Linked DNA regions of Hordeum vulgare: region 2 is linked to region 1. The links are chromatin contacts, called in public Hi-C maps. All regions are on one chromosome and are shown on one strand. The core of a region is the stretch at or near the end of the contact, and the rest is flanking DNA. Distances in the headings are between cores, read along the strand shown. Region 1 holds the start of LOC123443046 (transcription factor HY5-like). Region 2 holds the start of LOC123443043.

Region 1 (3,656 bases), core at 626-3,125:
TTAATTCTATGTCACCTCATCAAAATTGCCTAGTTGGCATGCATGATACTACCTATGATACTCCCATTACGGACAACCTTATCATTATTGAATTTTTCATGCTGTCATGAATAATCTATGAGGACACCCTTTCCCTTGCATTAGGTTGCCAGTAATGGAAGTATCATATGTATTATCATTCATGTCAACTAGACAATTTTGATGAGGTGGCACAAAATTAAATGAAAAAAAAGATGGTTGAGTATCATATCATGATACTGTATCATATTAAATGATGTGCTACTATGTGTCTTGCATGTCAATAAATGAACTATCCTATGATACTAACATATGATATTATGCATTACGGATGTGGTAGCATAGACTAGTATCATATGCATGATACTAGTATATGATACTACCGTTACAACCAGCCTAAAAGAGGGGACACCCTAATTATTGTTTATGATTGTCATGAGGAGCATGTATTAAGTCAAAGGTCTTCCCGATTAAGAACATTTTGCTCTAAACGCTTTTGGCTATCTGTGATACGATATGAGAAGTACATGCCTCAAAAATGCATTGGGATGTCACATGTCTTAGACTCTTGAGATTAGACTAGCTAGATGGCCTCTCAAGAAGGAAATTAAGACCGGCAGAGATGCATAATGGATTGGTGTTATACGTGCCACTAGATTTTATCTTTTATAATAACTCACATACTTGTTATGGGCATCAAGAAAAATAGGTGTCCTCATTTGGACGTTCAAGTGTATGTGTATGTGCAATGCACGTGTTTCATGAGATGTTTCTGTTTATACTCCCTCTTTCCCGATTTACTCGCCGCGAATCAATGTATGTAGAACTAAAACTATATTTAGATATAGGAGTGAGTGTAATATTTTTTTTTGACATAAATACTATGTACTTCATCCGTTCAAAAATACTTTTATAAAAATGAATGCATTTAGATGTATTTTAGTTTTAGATATATTTATCTTTATTTATTTGTGCGATAAATAATTTCGAACGAAAAGAGTAGTAATTCGCCTTATATTGTCGTCATCTTTGCTACGTCATGGTATCATCCGCGCCGCTATCGTTCTTTTGGGTTATCTAAAAGTCGAGGAACAACGTGATCTACAACCGCATCTGTCACGATGTCGATGCCATCTTCAACGAGCTGAAGGATCACTTGCAGGGTGAGGACGGTTCCCCAACAGCTTATCCATTTTTTTGCGAAATACCATATTTACACATTATATTGCCGCCACACTCCTATCCCTAAGAATCGTTATCTCTCGCAGCATATTTGCTAAATTCATGATTTTGGCCTTAAACATCGGATCAACACAAAAACCTCGAAATGTTCCTTCATCGCTTCAGACAGATCAAACACCCACATGCATGCGTTTCACAAAAGCGATAAAAACGACACCGACTCCTTTTCTTCCTCCGTCACGTCGTATGCGGGATTCACACGGTGACGAGAAAGCGGGTTAGGCCGAGTCCACAAAACGCACGCAAATAGCATCATTCCCGCCAGCCGTGTGCTCTCCCACGCGTCACGTACGTTATTCTGCGAATATGCAGCGCAGCCGGGTCCTGTGGCAAAAAAAGCAAAGCGGCTCGAGATTTGTCACGTGTTGGGTTTTGTCTCGAACGAACGGAAAAAGAAAAAAAGGAAGGAAGGAAGGAAGGCAGGCGTGGGGAATGGGATCGGATGGACGGGCGCGCGGCCACGCTCCCGAGGCGGCCACCGTCAGATGCGGCGGGCGCGTTCATGGCGCCACGCAGCGCCACGCTCCCCGCGCCGCCGCCGTCCGATGGGTGTGCCGTGCACGGCGGGGATCGCGTCTCATCCGAAAGCCCCCACCGACCCGCCCGACCTCGCCTCGCCATTTCTCCCTCCCCCTCTTTCTCTCTCCCCAGTCTCTGACCTGACCTGACCCCCGCACGCGGCCGGCCTCCCTTTCTCTCTCCTCCCCGTTCCCTTCCCGTGTCTCCCTCCCTCTCGTCCGATCTGCATCTGTGTTTTTTTCCCTCCTTCGTTCTCGGCAGTGTCAGGATTTGTTTTTCTTTTCTCGTCGGAGCGGCGGCGGCGGCGGCAGCAAGGTGGTGGCGAGGCGGGAGATTCAGGGAGATCTAGCTCGATCTGCGTCTGTTCTTGGAGCTTGAGGAGGACGCGGGGAGGAGCGATGGCGGCGCAGGAGCAGGAGCAGGATAAGCAGCAGGCCAAGACGAGCACCACCAGCTCGCTGCCGTCCAGCAGCGACCGCTCCTCCAGCTCCGGCCCCAACAACCTCAAGGAAGGAGGTACCCTACCCACCCTCTCTCCGTCCACCCCGCTCCCTTGCTCCGCTGACTGAATCCGGCTGGAGACGCTGACTGACGACGCGTGTCTACGTTGTGTGTGTGCGTGTGGTGGCAGGCGCGGAGAGCGACGAGGAGATACGGCGGGTGCCGGAGATGGGCGGCGGCGGCGGGTCGGCGTCGTCCGGCGCGGGGGACGGCAAGCAGCTGCAGCTGGCGGCGGCGGGGGGAGGGCAGGCCCCGGCGGGGAAGAAGCGCGGGCGCGCCGCCGGGGACAAGGAGCAGAACCGGCTGAAGCGGCTGCTGCGGAACCGCGTGTCGGCGCAGCAGGCCCGGGAGCGGAAGAAGGCCTACATGACGGAGCTGGAGGTCAAGGCCAAGGACCTCGAGCTCCGCAATGCCGAGCTCGAGCAGAAGGTCTCCACCCTCCAGAACGAGAACAACACGCTCCGCCAGGTACCATACCATATCCAGCCTAGCCCAGATCCTCCCACCAGAATTGTCTCACTCTCAGCGGCCATGGCGATCCTGACTGAATCTTTGCATGTCTCCTTGCGTGCAGATACTCAAGAACACGACGGCGCACGCCGGGAAGAAGCCGAGCGGCGGCGGCGGCAAGGGGGGAGACGGCGTCAAGAAGCACCACCACCACTTCGGCAAGAGCTAGTAGTAGTAAGAGCTGCGACCATGGTTGCTGCTTGCTAGGAACCGAACGCCTGCTCATCTGACCATTGTTAGGAACACTGCTGTTGTTGTTTGCCGCCGCAGTTTGACGCTCGTATTGTCTTTTGCACCTTTTTTTTTCACGGTTTGCTGAGAAGGATGTCTCACTGTCACTGTTGTGTGTACCATGTCCATTGTAGCTTGGTGTTAGCGAGGTTGATCTATGTGAACATTGGTTGTGTATTGTACTGCCTTCTCTTCTCTTCTCCAGTACTGCAATCGGCTTCTTCGCAAACCTGGTCGCTGAAACTGTGTTGGAAAGCGCAGGAAAAGAGCTTCAAAAGATGGATTTCAGTTCGAATTCATATTTATCTCCTGAAGCCGAAGTAGGCATGGCCGCCTAGAGAGTCGGAGTACAGCAGCTGATGAGAAACAGCATAATTTGTATTATTTGCTGAACTTTCATCATAGACAAAAAGGTTAGAAAGAAACGAATCAGCCAAAGGCGCTCACTGTGCTTAGTCAAAGAAAAGCTGTCCTGAAAATGCAAGCCATCACTGACGAATTCACCACTGAATTCAGAACAGCTGAGGAGCTATATGATTCACAATTGCGTGGTGGATAACATCAACATGCACAGTGAGGAATATGTACTTCTTTTACAAATAAAACACAGCCTTCACATATAGCTGTGACTTGCA
Region 2 (3,488 bases), core at 193-2,692, 140 kb before region 1:
CGCTCGCCTCCCGATGGCGCCACCTCTGGCGCTCCACGCCGCTCGTCTTATACGACGCCCACCTCCTCCCTGCCGGCGACCCCGCGCGCGTCGCCGCCGTCGCCCGCATCCTCGCCGACCACCCGGGCCCCTTCCTCACCGTCAGCATCACCTGCTGCGATTTCGCGTCGCACGAGCGTGAGCTCGCCGAGTGGCCGCGCGTCCTCGCCGCCAAGGGCGTCCAGGACCTCGTCCTCATCAACAAGCCCGCCGACTACGAACGCCTCCCCGACGTCCCCGCCGACATCCTCCGCTGCGCCTCGCTCCGGCGCCTCTTCCTGGGATTCTGGAGGTTTCCGGACACCGGCGTCAGCCCACCCGGTGGAGGCGCAGACGGATTTCCACACCTCCGGGAGCTCAGCCTGTTCGGCACCGCCGACATGCTCGGCCGCGACCTCGACCGCTTGCTCGCTTCCAGCCCCGTTCTGGACACCCTCGCTCTCGTCCACAGCGCAACCTGCGAGCGCGTCCACCTCCGCAGCCAAAGCCTCAGGTGCGTGCTCCTCTGGGAGTGCTTCGTGAAGGAGGTCCTCGTCATGGACTCCCCGCTCCTGGAGCGGCTCATTCTGTGGAAAACCACTGATGGTGAAGACGACCCGGTGGCTGTGAGGGTCAACATTGCTGACGCGCCGAAGCTGAGGGTGCTGGGTTACTTGGAGCCGAGAGTTCACGAGCTGCAGATTGGCGAGAATATCATCAAGGTACTACTCCAATGCATCTCATTTTCGGTAATGGCATTCCATATTCCAATCTGTATCCACATTTTAAGATACTACAAGGAGCATGGCCTCTTCATTATGCGATGCACATAGCAAAACAGTTCTCTCGGTGTGTCAAGTGATGCGTGAATCTTGTATATATGTGATCATTGTACCAACGGAATGAAGTATGATGTATTGCAGCCTGATGCAATGGTGAGCTCAAGCACCGTGGTTCCAAGCGTCAAGACATTGGCCTTGAAGGTGAACTTTGGTGTCTTTGAGGAGGTCAAGATGCTGGCCAGCGTTCTCAGATGCTTTCCCCAAGTTGACAGGCTGCACATCGAGGTGACTTCTTCGCACCCTCCTGCACATTCCTTCAGTCAGCCGTTCGGCATTCATATCATAGATTATCTGTCACCGAGGTGATTAAGCTACTCCACTTTACCATTTTGCAGTCTGCCAAGGCCGATGAACCCACTGGAATGCACCATGCCGAGTTCTGGCAAGAGGTCTGTCCTATCGAATGTGTGAAGTCGCATGTCAAGAAAGTGGTTATCCATGAATTCCGCGGAAAACAAAGCGAAGACGGATTCCTCGAGTTCGTTAGCAGCAGTGCAGAGAAGCTGCGGTCTTTGCTTGTTGTGATAACCCAAGAAATGTTTGCTTCGGCATGGGATTTCTCAATTTCATTGCCATATGAGGTGAATGAGGTGATTGTCAAAGCAAGGGCTCTGATGTGTGGAGCATGGGCCTGCGAGGACTGTCAACTGGTGGTGGCGGGTCCTAAAGTCGAGGATGGTTGGAGCTTCCGCAGAGTGTCTGATCCCTCTGTTAAGGACCCTTTCCACTGATGCACTTGAAGAAGCAGAGCACTCTTTCAGGTACCATGAGTAGCTGCAAGTGTTCGAATTAGCTGAAACTGATGTTTAATTTGACATATTATGTACTGCGTGTGATCAACATTGATCTGTCTTTGATGCTGATAGAAGTAAAAGACATGCCGTTAGTTACATATTGAGACTTTATATTGCTTTTACTATCCTAGTATCATTTTCCTTTGTAGCGCTTTATTTTCCGTCCAGCACTAGCTAGGCAGCATTCCATGGCCTGCAGATATCATATATGTGCCGACCACCTCTGCCGGTTCAACCCAGACTGGCAGACTCCCAGAGTATCCAATGCTCTAGCCAGGTTGATGAATTCCTGGATCATGGTTAGGCCTGCTGGGCTGCTGGTTGAGTTTTAGTTTTCTTGGTTGCTCCATAGGCTTGTAATACATGCCTTGACTATTTTCTCTAGTGTTTGGCAAGCAAAACCATCATGGATGTTCGTTCCAGCTTATTCCATGTGGTCGGGATCGAGGCTGGTTAGGGTAGGTACAAATCAAATGGGTTTGATCTGCTGATGCTAGTGATCATCAGTAGCAGCATATATTCGCCTCAGAAAAGAAGTCACAGCAGTGCGTAACACGTGCCCTGAGCTTGTGATGTCCAATTTCTGAAGAAGAAAAAGCATTTAAGTTCGGCAACTAGGCTATTCAAGCACAAGTGTTCAAGATTTTAAATTCATCTGATGTCGTGATTTGCAGATCTCGCAACTTACTCCAGTCACATGTGTTTCCCTCAATGATTGCTTCATGTCAATTCAGTGTGCAGCCACGCCTTCCAAGCATCCTAATCCTCACCAGTATCTATGTATGTGCCTGTCACCATCGTCTGACCCTTATCCCAGCAATTTTGCTCCATTTTCCAGCCAGTGGATATGCATGCTATTTAGCTTTGCGCATATCCATCACTCTCCTGCACTCATTGCACAGCCATAAAAACCACCTAGAGACAAACCAAAAAGAAGGGCAGGGAAGTTCCATGGCCGGGCTGCAGAGGTCCTCACTGACATTCAGGAGGTCAGGATCATCAGGCATGGTCTGGGGCGAGAGGCTCATGTCGGATGAACATAGCCAGTGGACCTCAGGGGAGCCAGAATTCAGGGAGCTACGGCACTCCCGCAGCGTAGGGTCCGTCGGTGCGCAGCGCAGGCGCAACGACGGCACCGAGCATGGCGGCCAGGCATTCCGGACACGGCGGGTAGCCCCTGCCATAGATCCACCATCGCCCAAGGTTCCTGGCTGCATCTTCTGTGGGATTTTCAGGAAGGCAGGACCTTCGCAGCCATCTAAGGCCAGAAGGTACCACTAGAGTGATCTGTGTGTTCATCAACCATATGTGTGACAGGGTTATCAGGGTCTTGAGCTTGTGAAGTTCAGGTCCATCAAGTATATGTAGATGGTAGTAGTCGATGATATGCTTGTATAGTTGCATGCTGTTAAGGTGCTATGCATATTTATCTTTTTCTCGATCTTTTGATAGTTTGTTGATGTGGCCGTATTCTTGAATGACCACCTCGTCTGGCTTTGGGGTGCATGGTAGAATTTGTGCATCTCTGTAGCATACATATTGTATACTACCCTGTACACGAACATGATGCTTTCATATATTTGTCGTTTCGAGCTCACTATGTCTGTATGGTGTATGTACATGTCATTCCTGACTTGACTTCCTGTGTTTATTTCGTTTCTAGCTCACTGTATTTGTATATGGTGCACAACCATGCTCCTCATGAACCAAATACTAAGATTGATGAAGATTTACTGGGATAATAAAAGAAAACACGTTTGCCAGATATGCTGCACATGCTGAAAGAAATGTAGCTGCGTCATGAAATTTAAACTTTCAAAATCTTTTTCAATAT

What was found. A called contact is a pair of places that touch in the nucleus more often than the background predicts.
Region 2: a Hi-C map of leaf shows a contact between it and region 1, with 5 times the contacts expected there. The contact joins the promoter of LOC123443043 here to the promoter of LOC123443046 in region 1. A contact is called at or near these places in 5 of 6 Hi-C or Micro-C datasets (leaf, seedling and an unstated tissue) and 1 of 1 datasets of contacts at active chromatin or transcription factors (embryo).

What each region holds. Positions count from the first base shown.
Region 1 is chr3H:77,821,077-77,824,732 of MorexV3_pseudomolecules_assembly, forward strand. LOC123443046 (transcription factor HY5-like) reads left to right here and starts at 1,876. Exons shown (of 3, transcript XM_045119274.1): 1 at 1,876-2,295; 2 at 2,411-2,748; 3 at 2,855-3,203. The coding sequence starts at 2,178. The coding sequence ends at 2,959.
Region 2 is chr3H:77,685,164-77,688,651 of MorexV3_pseudomolecules_assembly, forward strand. It overlaps LOC123443043, which reads left to right and starts at 1,443. Exons shown (of 4, transcript XM_045119272.1): 1 at 1,443-1,621; 2 at 2,329-2,925. The coding sequence starts at 1,536.